2 separate regions of the Mus musculus genome follow, and region 1 is linked to region 2. Evidence: chromatin contacts called from public promoter capture Hi-C data. All regions are on one chromosome and are shown on one strand. The core of a region is the stretch at or near the end of the contact, and the rest is flanking DNA. Distances in the headings are between cores, read along the strand shown. Region 1 holds the start of 4933432I09Rik (RIKEN cDNA 4933432I09 gene). Region 2 holds the start of Thap7 (THAP domain containing 7).

Region 1 (7,815 bases), core at 1,503-4,002, 680 kb before region 2:
GTATGTCAATTCCTTTAAGTCCCAGCTCTCTCTTACTTTAAAACAAATAATTTATTCTATGTGTATGTGTGTTTTGCCTGCTTGCATGCCTTGTGTCCATTGAGCTAGAAGAGACTGTCAGATGTGTTTTGTTGTTTTGTTTGAGACAGTGTCTCTCACTGGGACCTGGGGTACTCGGATTAAAGGAGGGTAGCTGGCTAGCCAACCCCAACCAGATCTGCACTAGGACAGACTGTGAGCCATTACCCCTGGCTTTCTACAGAACTTCCAGGATCAGTCTCAGGTCCTCAGGCTTCACTGGCAAGCGTTCGGCTGAGCTGTCTTAGCCGTCCTCTCTCACTTTATACACAGCCTTGTGCCATTTAATGATGGGGTGCATTCTGAAGAATTTGGCATTCTAAAGCACACGTGTGTAAGCCTAGATGGCACTGTATCCTACACAGTTGGGTCATGTGGAGCTTGGGTGGGAAGAACCCGCTGCTCCTTGGCTGCTGAGTGGGACAGTGTGAGACTGAGGAAGAGCAAGGTAGTGTGCTGGGGAGAGGCACAAAGCACAAGAGGCCAGAGAGCGGCTACAGCTTACCCCAGCTGCATTCATTCTACAGTAAAGCCCTTTAAAAACACAAACACAAAGAACACACTAAACTAAATGAAAGTGTCCTATCATAAGTGCGGTAGCAGTCAGCACAGGCATTTATTGCCATGTTGCAGTACTGGGCTCTGTATGCGTGCTCCGCACTGTCTTCCACTGACCATGCAGTGGTGTACTCTTGCCCTCCCAGCACAACGGTGAGGGATATGTTATATCATGATGCCAACAGCATAAGTAGTTGATGTGACATTTTCTTAGCAGTGATGAGCATGACACCCAGGGCTTTGCACATGATAAGCAGGCATCTACCGCTGAATTATTCTTCCATCCTTGGTATTAAATATTGTCTGTCTGTCTGAGGAATACTGATGTTTTAAAATTAAGTCACTTACTTTACACCCCATCACAGCTCCCCTTCTCCTGCCCCTCCGTCCTATTATGCATTCTTATGATTCTTATGGGAGCACATATTGCCTATAATTGACCAAAGGATTATGTAACACATGAGGATTTTTTTTTGACAAGTTTGAATCTCACTGGTCATACTTTTTCATCGCTGGAGGTCACTGTGAGCCCCTCAGTGCCTCTTCCTTTTCAAGGTACCCTGTTCTTTTTTTTTTTTTAGGATGCAGCGGTTTTGGAGAAGGACAAGACCTTTTGATGACGACTTTTTCTTTTCCCCTTATGGTTCTTTGGTTCTGTTTTCCTTTATTCTTGATCACTTCCCAGCAGATACTCTTCAAATAAAAACCTGTTTGGGGTTTTTTTTTTTCTATCTCTGTTTATGAAGGAGTTCAGAAAGCTAAAAGGTATTTTTTTTTTCTGTTAAACCATAGGGAGGTCCAGGTTGAAGCAGGAGGGCCTCTTGCCATGCATATCACTGCTCCAGCTCTGGTATCTGGAATGATGAGACCTAGGGAGTTTGCCAAGGAATTCTGTTGACAGCTGCCATAATCAGTACTGGAGTCCAAGCTTGTCTGCAGCCAGTTCCTGCTTCCCAGCCACTTGTATCCCGAGTTAGCTGAGTCCCGCTTTCAGTTTGCTGAAGTCCCTTACAGACTAACGGCCGGTCTCCTGTTGTCTTGCAGACCTGGAATGAATACCCATCAGGGGCCACTGAAACCTGTGGCGGAGGAGCTGGTGTGCGCTACAATGAGAGCTCCGGTGGGGCCCAGCTGGCACACAAGCTGGAGTCCTGCATTTTTCCAGTATGGGATGCATCTCTACACTCAGTACAGACTGAGGCTGGCAGTCACACTAGAGGAGAGGCCTGGAATTGCCCCAGCATGCCCTACGGCACTCAGAAGCTGCCCACTCTGGTCCCTGGAGGGGCTTCTAAGCCCTCTGCCTGTTGGTTTCTTTCTGGGGTTTCATGGTTACCAGGATATGATGATCTCAGAGGTGGGAGCCCAGGAAGGCCCTTGGATGGCTTTGGAATGGGGTGGCTTCAGCAAAGGCCCTGAGTAGCTGACAGTGGTGGTCGTGGTGTCTTTGTTCTATATTCTGAGTCTCCAGACTTGGTAAGGGCCCAGTAGATACTCAGGATGCTGTCCTGTTAGTACCACACAAAGGCTGCAGGCTAGGATCCTCAGGTCACAGCTCCAAGTGCTCAGCGTGGGCTACAGTTACTGAGCAGCCGTGGAAGGACTGAGGGCACTTCAGGTGCTCATATGTTCTGAGACCTTAGGTGCCTACCTTAACCCGAAACCCAATGTTCTCTGATCACCTTACCTTTGTTGGGCTGTGCCCTATCTGGAAGGCTGGTTTCTTTCAGACAGCCCCGAAGACGCCTCCCCCTTTTCCACGGTCCTTGTATGCTCTTGATCTCCAGAGAGTCCTGAGAGGTGAGGGAGTCTAGTAGGAGAGAAGAGCCCCAGGTCTGCCGTGTAGCTGGTTCCGCATGAGCATGAGCTGTGCTAGCATGTTAAATACCCTACAGATTGGTGTGTTGGGTTGGGTGAGGGTCTGTGTGGAGCCCCGAGGCTGCACTGGGTGGGAGTGCTAGGATGATGCAGACTCGAAGACACACAGAGAGTGTGGGACACTAGAGTGTGCTGTGAGGAGCTAGAGTGGCCCTAGCCCCTGTTGCTAGGCAGCGCATTTCCCTGGACACCAGTTGCCATGGCAGCCGCTTCCTGCCCATGTTGCCATGACACCCAGATGGCCTTGAGGAGCCTGAAGTGGTGGTAAGGGGCTAGCTATCCAGACACACTCACACCACCCTTCCCCCCAGCCCGGCTGGTGCCTAGGGGATGCTGAGGAGAGGAGAGAGGACAGGCTATGTTATCCAGAGCCGCTTGCCTACAGCTGGCCTGAGATGAAGTCAGGGGCTAAATGGGCAGATTCTACTCTCCTTACTATGGCCTTGACACTCAATGACCCATGCTCATTACAGGGCCTGAGTAGAACTCAGAGTCATAGAGCCAGCCACACCCATGAGAGATTCTCATTTCTGTATTTTTAACCTGGGCTTCTGGCCCTTACCCACCTAGTCTGTTCTCCACTTGCAGCCCCAAAGCACCCTGCGTAGGACTAGAGGATCCTACAGAACCTGGATGAATGTGTCTGGGGTTTCACAGGCATTCCTGGAGTGGCCTTGGGATTATTACCCTGTCATCCAGGACTCTGCCCAGTCCTTTCATCTCCTACCCAGGACCTAGGGTATGGCCTAGGCATGAACTCTCCTTTGCTCTGTTAGAGAGGCAAGATGACACTTGGCTCTGAGTCACAGCCTGTGACCTTCCAGGTGGCAGAGGGGCAGATGAGGGATGAAGTGGTCTGTGTGATGAAGTCACCCCAGGGCCAGAAGGTAGGGGCTGCTAGGCCTCTCTGTTCCTGGCAAAGTAGACATGAGTTTCTGAGAGCTGTGTGACCTTCTCGGCCTTCTCCAGTCTGCAGGGAGTGGGGAGTGCAGAGCAAGCAGGGTCCTGAGACCATGGTGTGGGCAAAAGAAGGTCTCAGAGCTAGGCATGCTACTTCATGCTTGTGTGTATCAGGATTTTGTAAGGCTAGAGCAGGAGGATTGCCATGAGTTTGAGGCCAACCTAGGATGCACAGTAAAATCCTGTCTCCATGTCTTATCCCCACAAAGAGGGCACTAGGTGGGCTGGGTCCTTGAGGTCTTCTAGGAATTCCCAGCTCCAGAGGTTGAAGCTCTTGGAGGAAAGGCACACCCATGGGGCGCTCAGTACTGGACATGGACTTTCTGCTCCTAGAATGTATGTGGTGACAGGCTGTTTGCTCCTCTCTTCTGTGGTCACTCTCTGGAAGCCACTGCTCATATTTTTTTTAAAAAATGATTTATCTATTTTATGTGAGTACACTGTAGCTGTCTTTAGACACACCAGAAGAGGGCACTGGATCCCATTGGAGATGGTTGTGAGCCACTGTGTGGTTGCTGGGATTTGAAGTCATGGCCTCTGGAAGAGCGGTCAGTGCTCTTGGCCACTCGTATTTTTAACTTTAACAGTCAGAAAGACAGTAAGAGTGCTAAAGACAACCCTTGTGAAAGACACAGTCCCAGTAGACAGCCATCATTTCAGGATGTCGGGGGCTCTGAGGCCTTGTACTGGGAGGTGGCCTGCTGACCGCCATGCTGTGCTCCACTAGGCTGCTGAGCGTAAGCACCCCTGCCCAAGCTGAGGACCCTCTCCTTTCTTAGGAGTCAGATCTCGTCTCTTGTTACTTCCAGATGGACAGTGGTGTCCAGAAAGTCAGCATGAATGGGCTGCCTGGCGGTCAGTACCAGTTCACCTTACTGGGGCTAGAACCTGGGTTCTTATCTTTCCTGTTGTATTCTATCTGACCCCACTCTTGATAGATACTGGCCTACCTGTCAGCGCAGGCAACAGTGCCAGGCTATAAACTCCAAAGGCCTATTTCTGTATCCTGATGACATAAAGACCCTCAGGTTAAAGTGGGACTGTGAACAAATGAGAGAGATCACTTTAAGCTGCCAAAAGCTGGCTCCTGGCTTCGATGCTGATGGCAGGCAGAGCAGGAGTAGACTGCAGTTCCCAGACTTGCCACCAGATGGTGCCTCAACCCTGCACCAGGCACAGATACTTGGGTGGGAGCCAGCACCCAGGGTCGACAGGCTAGGAAGAAATTGAAGAGTCTGCCAGGCAGAAACTTGTGCCACGGACAGATCAGACACAAAGCATCCACCCCCACTTGGATCTGTGGTTTCCATGACGGGTAGCCATGTGGTCACAGCTCTCACTGGTTTGAGGGCGCTCCTTTTTTTATTGCTTAGCACAGTGAGATCCTGTCTCTGTGTCTTATCCCCGCAAAGAGGGCACTAGGTGGGCTGGGTCCTTGAGGTCTTCTGGGAATTCTCAACTCCAGAGGTCAAAGCTCTGGGAGGAAAGCTTAGTTTGAAGCAAATTATCCTAGACTTTCCCAGCACTGTACAGCGGTATTCCATCTGTCCTATGGGCAGCTCTGGATTGACCCACGTCTGTCACAGGCACTCACCAGTAGGATAGGGAGTCCCAGAGCTATGTGATCAGGGCAGGCAGGATGGTCCCAGCCAGCATGTGTGACTGCTGTAATACCAGGTCTTCGACACATTGGAGAAGGAGAAGGTCTAGTGTAGAGCCCCGAGCCTAGCCTGACATTTTCCTGCATTTTATCAGAACTTTCAGCCTTGGCCCTCTCAGCCCAGGTGACTAGGGCTTGGTTGATGTCTTCAGGCTCTGGGCAAGGTTCAACCCCAATCCATAGGGCAGGGCCAACAGTCTGGGCTGTGCCCTTCTGGGATGGAGTGGGAGTGTAAGATAAGCCCGTCTTCATACCCAAGTAGAATGTCCCTCTCATCCACAGACTCTAGTCTATCTGTGTGCTATGATGTGGTGCTGCCATGGATCCTCATCCCAGTGTAGTGTCAGTGACAGGAAGTGGACAGGATGCACGCTGTCATAAGACTCCTTCAGAGCCTCCAGGTGAGTCTTTGGATGACAGAGCTTTGTCAAGATGAGGAAGTCCTGAGTAAAGAGAGGGCGATGGGGAGCTGGGGGGGGGGGTGGCGTGTCGGACATTTGCTGGCGTGGTACACCCGGCTCCTCAGAATGCTGCCCATATGGTAACTCCCTATTGCACTTCCCATCTCTTCCACCAGACGGTGCTGTCTGAAGGCCTCCCTGCCCACTATAAAGGAGGAAGAACAGCCTTGCTAGAGCTCCATGCTCCTGGTGACTCCAACCTTTGAGGATCTGTGTAGATGTCAAGATGGGAGACTGCTCTGAAAGCCACCCTTCCTCCCATCTAGATAGCAAATCACCTGTCCATGCTATGGCCCTGACCTCCTCTCTTGCCTCTGGGGCAGGGGGGACTTCTCTCTATGCGCCCCTGTTTAAAGCTGGTTCTGTTGAGCACAGCTGGCAAGTGAATAGAAGTTATCCCTGAGTCTGGAGCCTACAGCCTCTCTTCCCTCAGCCAGTGTGAGTTTACCTGCCAACACAGTGCCCACCACTGCTGCAAGCTCTCTCAACAATCCTACAGACTCCTTCCATCGCTAAGCACTCACTTCCTCACTCCTACCCAGTTCACCTGGCCACTCCTGAGTGGGAGCACCCTCAGCAGCCTCTCAGGCAGTGGGAGCACCCTCAGCAGCCTCTCAGGCAGTGGGAGCACCCTCAGCAGCCTCTCAGGCAGTGGGAGCACCCTCAGCAGCCTCTCAGGCAGTGGGAGCACCCTCAGCAGCCTCTCGAGCTGTGGCAGCACCCCCAGCAGTCTCTCAGCTGCCTGACTTGGAGATATCTGGGCCAGGTGGGCCTGGCTGCCTTTAACCAAAGGGAGGGTATAAGAGTAAATTCTGGTCTTGTTATGCTGTGTGTGACCCTGTTCCACCTTCTCGGTCCCTGTTTTCTGGTCCCATTCATCAGCACTCAACCACATCTTGCTCAACTGCCCTCCTTAACATACTGCCTTCCTGCCTGCGGCTCCCACCTCTGCCTGGATCCCCAGCCTCACTTCTTTCACATCCCTGGCCCATACTCCCTAGAAAGCTTTTGGGCCAGAGGCCTTGTGTTTTGGAGGGAGCATGGGATACAATGGTCTTCCTGCTGCCCCCCACAACCTCACCCAACCAGGCAGCTGAGGAGCTAGCGACCCCACAACCCACCAACCCTATGGCTGGCTGGTGGCTGCCTCACCACACAGGCTAGCCAGGAGAAGCCACCAGGCCTCCCAGCTGCATCTTCTCACTGAAGCCTGTATCAGAGATAAAGGGCACTATCAGTCCCCCGTTCGTGTGCCAGAAGCTGCTTGCAATATGAGAGAGATGTTTAATTTATCTCAGGAACTAGGCACGAGTTATAAAAATGGTAATTTCTTGAAGATTCAATTACCTGTTTTCATTGTTACCCTGGTAATCAAGGAAACGATTTTTAATGATAGGCTGGAAGATGGTACCAATCTTGGAGGGAGGATGGTGCAGGCTGGTGATTAGGGACCAGAAGGACAATATCTATAGACCAGTGGAGCCAAAGTACCCCAATGTACTCCCCACCTGCCAGTGACCCCACCTCTGGAGAACTTCAGTCATCTATCTTCTGGGGCCTCTGCAGGAGCAACCAGGGCTTCTCAGGGAGGGGCTGAGACCTGATCTCTGCACCCCCAAGTGATGTCTCAGATCTAAATAACATCTCCAGGATTAACATTGCTTGCAGCCAACAGTACCAGGTGATTGGAAAAGGGGTTTTATGGCCTCTTGGGTAAAATTGAACTTGCATCCGACCTGTGTTTCCAAGATGGGATTTTCCTCCCTGGCAAATGAAGCACGCTCACACTAATTACAACAGCCACTCCAGGCCACTCATCATACTCAGTGGGCAGGCACTCATTGAGGCGGGGCCTGTGCCACCCAGGCGTCAGGGCTGGGTCATCGACGGGAGCCCAAATCTCTTGATGACCTTGCTGCTGGCTCTAGAGGAAGGGACAATGTAGTCAGGAGAGGAGAGAGGAATGCACAGGGAGAGATGGAATGAGGGTAGGCTGACAGAGTACACCAGGGAGGACACATCTGAGGTTCCAGGCTGCTGGGGCTGCTGGGTCTCACTGGGAACGCAGGGCTCCTCAGTTGGACTCAGGGCAGAACCCTGGATATGCTCCAGCAGGACCTGGAATCTTAGTTGAGGGTGGACTTGGCACAGCTTCTCTTGGGTCCTCCTACCTGGTCTCCAGGCTGCTCTGGCTCCGGCTCCCTCAACCCAGTGACAGGT
Region 2 (7,176 bases), core at 2,751-5,250:
TCCAGTGGGGCCTGAGATTGGAAGAATTATGTAGCCTAATGTTTTAAACAAGCTCAGGAATTGGTGCAATTTTTTTTTCTTGTAGAGTCTGGCTGCTGGAGCGCCTCAGGCCTGGCCACTCTGGTGCAGCAAGGGTTTACAAAGTTTATAAAGAGAGTCCATGGCAGCGAAAACCTTCCCTGATGCTGAAATTGGCATGAGTAGCCAACAATAAAACCTTATAAAGGTGAGCTTAAAGAGACCATAATGTAGCTGGGCATGGTATCACAGGCATTTAATCCCAGAGGCAGAGGCAGGCAGATCTGTGAGTTTAAGGCCAGCCTGGTCTACAGAGTGAGTTCCAGGACATCCAGGGCTACACAGAGAAACCCTCTTTCGAAACACACACACACACACACACACACACACAGAGAGAGAGAGAGAGAGAGAGAGAGAGAGGCTTCACCATACTTGTGACATCTCTCTGAGAGCACAGCAGGAATGGGGCCCGCTCCCTACCCAAATCAGGCTTGGGCCTATTAGTTATAAAAGCTTAGGCATGATAGCGGGCTACCTCCCAGGCTAGTTTGATGAAATTATTTATTTTTTTAAATTTTATTGGGTATTTTGCTTATTTACATTTCAAATGCTATCCTGAAAGTTCCCTATACCCTCCCCCTGCCCTGCTCCCCTACCCACCCACTCCCACTTCTTGGCCCTGGAGTTTCCCTGTACTGGGGCATATAAAGTTTGCAAGACCAAGGGGCCTCTCTTCCCAATGATGGCCGACTAGGCCATCTTCTGCTACATATGCAGCTAGAGACACGAGCTCTGGGGGTACTGGTTAGTTCATATTGTTGTTCCACCTATAAGGTTGCAGACCCCTTCAGCTCCTTGGGTATCTTCTCTAGCTCCTCCATAGGGGGCCCTGTGTTCCATTCAATAGCTGACTGTGAGCATCCACTTCTGTGTTTGCCAGGCACTGGCATAGCCTCACACGAGACAGCTATATCAGGGTCCCTTCAGCAAAATCTTGCTGGCATATGCAATAGTGTCTGGGTTTGGTGGCTGATTATGGGATGGTTCTCCGGGTAGGGTAGTCTCTGGATGATCCATCCTTTCGTCTTAGCTCCAAACTTTGTCTCTGTAACTCCTTTCATGGGTATTTTGTTCCCTATTCTAAGGAGGTATGAAGTATCCACACTTTGGTCTTCCTTCTTCTTGATTTTCTTGTGTTTTGCAAATTGTATCTTGGGTATTCTAAGTTTCTGGGCTAATATCCACTTATCAGTGAGTGCATATCTAGTGACTTCTTTTGTGATTGGGTTACCTCACTAAGGATGATATCCTCCAGATACATCCATTTGCCCAAGAGTTTCATAAATTCATTGTTTTTAATAGCTGAGTAGTACTCCATTGTGCAAATGTACCACGTTTTCTGTATCCATTCCTCTGTTGAGGGACATCTGGGTTCTTTCCAGCTTCTGGCTATTATAAATAAGGCTGCTATGAACATAGTGGAGCATGTGTCCTTATTACCAGTTGGAACATCTTCTGGGTATATGCCCAGGAGAGGTATTGCTGGATCTTCTGGTAGTATAATGTCCAATTTCCTGAGGAACCGCCAGACTGACTTCCAGAGTGATTGTACAAGCTTGCAATCCCACCAGCAATGGAGAAGTGTTCCTCTTTCTCCACATCCTCGCCAGCATCTGCTGTCACCTGAATTTTTTATTTTAGCCATTCTGGCTGGTGTGTAGCTTGATGAATTTAATAAATCCATGTCTGTAACGTGGCCTATTACCTTTTTCTCACTCACTAAGTCCGAGCGACTCCGTGTCAACTTGATTCTTCCAACAGAGTCCATCTCTGCCCAGAAGTCCCGCCTCTCCTCTCCTGCCTCAGCTACTGGCCGTCAGATCTTTGTTAAACCAATCAAAAGGTGAGGGAGGTGTATGTTTACAAAATACTGAAGCAGGTGATGATCCATAAAAATAACCAATACCAAAGTCCAGCCAGCACTCAACTCGTCACCGGTACAGAAATCAACATTTGAATAGTACAAAGACAACCTTTACACTGTGGGAAAAAAAAGATTACCCCGACAGACTGTGGTCTGCTAATCTAATACACTTGGAAGGTCCCTGCCCCCGCTGCAACACTTACCTCTCCTCCCTCTGACTTGAGCTACGTCAGTTAGCCCCACTATTTCAATAAAATACTCACCACTGCCTGAGACCCTGCTCCCCAGCTCCTCTGCATCCTGAGACCACCAGTGATCAACGCCCAGTCGGGAGCAAAGGACCCACATCTGGGGCTCAAACAGGGATGCTCGGAAGATGGCAAGGATTTCCTTCTGAGGGACATCAGCATCCCAACCTGAGGATCCTCAGCTGGTTCTTCCTTCTTCCTTTACCTTCAATTTGAGGCATCGCAAGGGACTGACTACGGTGAAGGGGCAACTTCTTTTGGTCGGGGCTAGCCTTGAACAGGCTGAATCAGACCTTGTTTTACCACAGTTGCCTAGCCCACCTAGGGTGGAGTCTTCTAACCTAGGTGAAGTCTATTGTCTGGCCACATCTTGTGGAGGAGCGCCCTGAAGACTGCCCCTAGGTGGAGCTCACTGCCCTTGAACAGGCCATTGAGTATATTAGAAAATGACCTGCCACATCCACACACACCCTCTTTATGCCCCACTGATGCCTTATGCCCCCTCCTGCCTCCCTCACACCCTAAGAACACTCATAGAACTCTTGAAGGCTCTTTGTCTTCTACCTCCCACACCCACCAACTATGTGAAATTAGAGATTCGTCCAAACTTCAGCACAAATAAAGTAACACCTGGGTTTTCCATGTTTTCAACTCACTTACTCTCTGCCCCTACACTGGTATCCCTACTGGGCCAATGAATTAAAAGAGGTTAGACAATCAAAAGGAGGATGGTACTCATGCACCCTGGGCCAAATCCATTCTTCTGAGTCTTGTGCAGCTCTAAGTACACTACTGAGCCAGCACATCGGTTGGTCCTTCTTGCCCCCTATTCCTTCAATGGGAGGCTTTATATAGGGATGAATGCCTCCAACAGATCAGGAAAAATCAAAACCAACTAAATAGGGGCTTCGATGACCTTTTCAGCCAAGACAACTCCTCTACAGGAGCATAACAGGCTACCCAACCTCGCCGGTACTTAGATCAAGTATGCCTTTGTGCCCTTCAGGCCTGGAGTCCCATAACCTCCCCTTCTGCATCCCAAGATTGTAATTGTTCACCTCTCTTCCCCCAGCAGAAACCCAAGGAACCCATTTCTGACTTTGTTCCTGCTACAAAAGTGAGCCTAGAATGTAAAACGCCTGATCCTGTGGTCAGAGAAATCCCCCTTCAAAGCATCACTGGGGAAACCGTGCTCTCGGAACACACCGGCTAGCGTCTCAGGGTTTGAAAAATGAACATTCCGATAACTGGACAGTTGCTACTTAGTATATTGGGACGGCCTCCCATAAGGTCACTATCTTCACCCAGGCCTTTACAAGGCCATTAAAAGAAAATGTTCTAAATGTGTCGTTAACATTTTATTTTGTGCATGTATATGGGGATCAAAGGACAATTACTGGACGTTGGTTCTCTCCTTCCAGCAGGTTGCGTCCTGGGGATCAAATTCAATCTTCAGGGTTGGTAGCAAGTGCTGAGCCACCAGTCCGTGGCCGAGTTCTTTCAGTAAAGAGCCCAGGTTTTTCTTGGTGGTGGATCTTTTTCAACCAGAGTGTGCGCGTACGTTGTTCAGGGAGCAGTACAGACCACACCCAGCTGCTTCGTCCAAACGACAGACGCTCAAACAAAACAGGGACCCGAAACTACAGATGCAGAAACCTCAACTCGGGAGCGACGATCGCCATCCCTCACTCCCAACATCCGGTGGCCCGCCCCGCCAGGATCTCTTCCGGTCCCGCCCCTTGGGGGCCCGCGCCACGGGCGACGGAGTATCTCTGCTCCCAACTTCCGCGTCGATCCACCCATCGCGAGATTTTGGCGGCGCAGCAATGGCAAGACCGTGAGTACCGCTGACGGGAGTCTATAGAACGAGCTAGGACAAGACTGGTACGGGGTCGGGCCTCGGGGAGCCGACCGGCTCGGGCCCTCTGGAGGGAGTGACAGTTGGGCGTGAAGACAGTCCTCCCCCGACTGCCGCCCACCACCCAGATCCCGCCCCTTCCCCAGATGCCGCGACACTGCTCCGCCGCCGGCTGCTGCACACGGGATACGCGCGAGACTCGCAACCGCGGCATCTCCTTCCACAGGTCAGCGCGCGTGCGTAGTGGCACGCGAGGGCTCATAGCGCAGGCGCCGGTGTTGCCGCACCTTAGGCCTCGCAGGAGACGGCGCTTTCCCGAGGTCGATGTGAGGCTTGAACTTGTGAGCGGGAGGGTGACAGGGAAGGGCGCATAGTCTCGAGTCCAGCCGGAAAAAGGACTGGACGCTTACCTGGCTTGGATTTACAGCTCCGACTCATTCCTGCTAGATGATGCTGAGCCGGCCCCTTTCTTTCTCTCGTTCTCAGTTTCTCCTTTCCCCCAGCGGGTGGTAATCTGAAAGGGTCGCGGGGAGGTCTGCCATTCTTGCTTGGGGAGCTTGGGCATCCTGAACGCAGGACTGTAGACAGTCTGGTGCTCACGGTTTTGTGGCTCTGCAGACTTCCCAAGAAAGACAACCCCAGGCGCGGCTTGTGGCTGGCCAACTGTCAGCGGCTGGACCCCAGCGGCCAGGGCCTGTGGGATCCGACCTCTGAGTACATCTACTTCTGCTCCAAACACTTCGAGGAAAACTGCTTTGAGCTGGTGGGAATCAGGTGGGTCTTTCTGCCAGCTAACACCAGGACAGGTTGTGAGGCATCAGAGCAGTGGGTCAAACGAGGCAGCTCTTTGCCCTGGTGGAGTCCATGCACATCCGCTGGCATGCTCAGAGACAAGCAGACCAGTTGTCAAGCGTGCCAAGCCTCTTTCCAGTTTTGTACAGTTAAAGCATGATCCCAGGATCACTGTGCCAGTGACATTAGAGAAAATCAGGCTTTCCAGGCTGGGGAAATAGCCCCCTTTGCTAAAGACGTGGTATGCAAGCATTAGGACCTGATTTCAGATTCAAGGACCCAAATAAAAAGCCACATGTGATTGCTTGTTCCTTTAATCCCAGTCCTGGAGAAGACAAAACAAAAAGGGGATCCCAAGGACTTATGGAAAAGCTAGTCTAGATGAGTTGTTGAGCCCTGTGTTGAGTTGAGAAACTTGTCTTTAAAAAAATAAGGTGGAAGGGCTGGAGAGATGGCTTAACCATTTTAGAGCATTACAGAGGACTGGGGTTCAATCTACCTCTGAGGGCACGGGTACACATATGTACATGCAGGCAAAATATTCATACACATCAGTAGAGCTGGCTCAGAGGTTACGAGCACTCACTGGCTGTTCTTCCAGAAGACCTGTGTTCATTTCCCACCACCCACATAATGGCTTATAGCAGTCTGGAACTGGAACTGGCTCACTCCAGTTCCAAGTGATCCTTTATCCTTTTCTAACCTCTGTAGGTACTAGGCACGCATTCGGTGAACAGTCATAGGCAAACACTTATACACATAAAAATAAAAAAGGTTTTTAAGGAAAAAAATCTTTAAAAACAAAGGTAGAGAATGATTAAGGAAGTCACCTGAGGTTAGCCGCTCCATGCAAAAGAAAAACAGCTTTTTCATAGGATGGTTAGCACCTAGTTCTTCCAGCCGTCCACCTATCCCTGCTGGTGGGTTCTCCATTCACCTTAACCCGGGAAGCTCATTCACAGGGAAGATGAGTTTGATTTTACCACACGTGGCATTCTTGAGATTGCTACTGGCAGTGTGCCTTGGGGCCTTTCTCATCCCTAGAGGTCCTACGCCTCTGCAGGGCCTTATGTGGGGAATCAGGGGACGTGGCAGCGTTCTTTTCTCCAGCTCATCTGGGCTGCTTTTCCCCACAGTGGGTATCACAGGCTGAAGGAGGGGGCAGTCCCCACCATATTTGAGTCTTTCTCCAAGTTGCGTCGAACAGCCAAGACCAAGGGGCATGGTTATCCACCTGGCCTGCCTGACGTCAGCCGGCTCCGGCGATGCAGGAAGCGGTATGTGCTGCAGGACCGGGGGATGCCCCACCCTCACCCCAGGGCTGAGGGGCTGGACCTAGGGTGAATGCCAGCATCTTCACTGAACTATTTTGCTATCTAGACCCAGTAAAGGGGGCTCAGATGTTAGGGAGACTAAATGGGCTAATGAGAGGAGCCTGGCATGCCTTAGTTTCTTTCTGTTTCCCCTCCAGCTGCTCCGAAAGACAAGGACCCACAACTCCCTTTTCTCCACCTCCTCGTGCCGATATCATCTGCTTCCCTGTGGAAGAAGCCTCAGCACCTGCCACTCTGCCCGCATCCCCAGCTGTGAGGCTGGACCCTGGCCTTAACAGCCCCTTCTCAGATCTCCTGGGCCCTCTAGGTGCTCAGGCGGATGAAGCGGGCTGTAGCACACAGCCCTCACCAGAGCAGCACCCCTCCCCTCTTGAGCCACAGCCTGCCTCCCCATCTGCATACATGTTACGGCTGCCACCTCCTGCTGGAGCCTACATCCAGAATGAGCACAGCTACCAAGTGGGGAGCGCCTTGCTCTGGAAGAGGCGAGCTGAAGCAGCTCTTGATGCTCTGGACAAGACCCAGCGCCAGCTGCAGGCCTGCAAGCGGCGGGAGCAGCGGCTTAGGCTGCGACTGACCAAGCTGCAGCAGGAACGGGCACGGGAGAAGCGAGCACAGGCAGATGCCCGCCAGACTCTGAAGGACCATGTACAGGACTTTGCTATGCAGTTGAGCAGCAGTATGGCCTGAGAGAGGGACTACATGCCCAGGCTCTGGCTTCTTTTTCTCAGAGACACTTGACCAGAACTGCATCCACTGGGCTGGCCAAATGTTACAATAAAGTGGATGCTAGAAAGAGACTGCTGTTTGGCTTGGCTGGAGGTGCCCGGCTCCTCCCCAGACCATGGCCAAAACCCTAGAGAGCTCAGATCCTGGCATGCCACCTCTTGACCCTGGTTAAATCTCTGTTTGCAGTCCCTCTGCCTGTATAGTTACTCATGTAAGAAAGTCAGCTCCTCAGAGGTTAGCTCTGCCCCCTCCCCCTCTTTGAGTCAGGGTTTC

The links. Promoter capture Hi-C pulls out the DNA fragments that hold promoters and counts their contacts.
Region 1: a contact with region 2 is called in a promoter capture Hi-C map of liver, with 2.9 times the contacts expected there. The contact joins the promoter of 4933432I09Rik here to the promoter of Thap7 in region 2.

Annotation. Positions count from the first base shown.
Region 1 is chr16:18,208,800-18,216,614 of GRCm38.p6, reverse strand. 4933432I09Rik (RIKEN cDNA 4933432I09 gene) reads left to right here and starts at 2,752. Exons shown (of 3, transcript NR_015575.1): 1 at 2,752-2,778; 2 at 5,417-5,535; 3 at 5,712-6,929. It also overlaps a transcript of Ccdc188 not described here.
Region 2 is chr16:17,527,876-17,535,051 of GRCm38.p6, reverse strand. Thap7 (THAP domain containing 7) reads left to right here and starts at 4,000. Exons shown (of 5, transcript NM_026909.2): 1 at 4,000-4,027; 2 at 4,195-4,274; 3 at 4,667-4,822; 4 at 5,977-6,117; 5 at 6,312-7,070. The coding sequence starts at 4,195. The coding sequence ends at 6,864.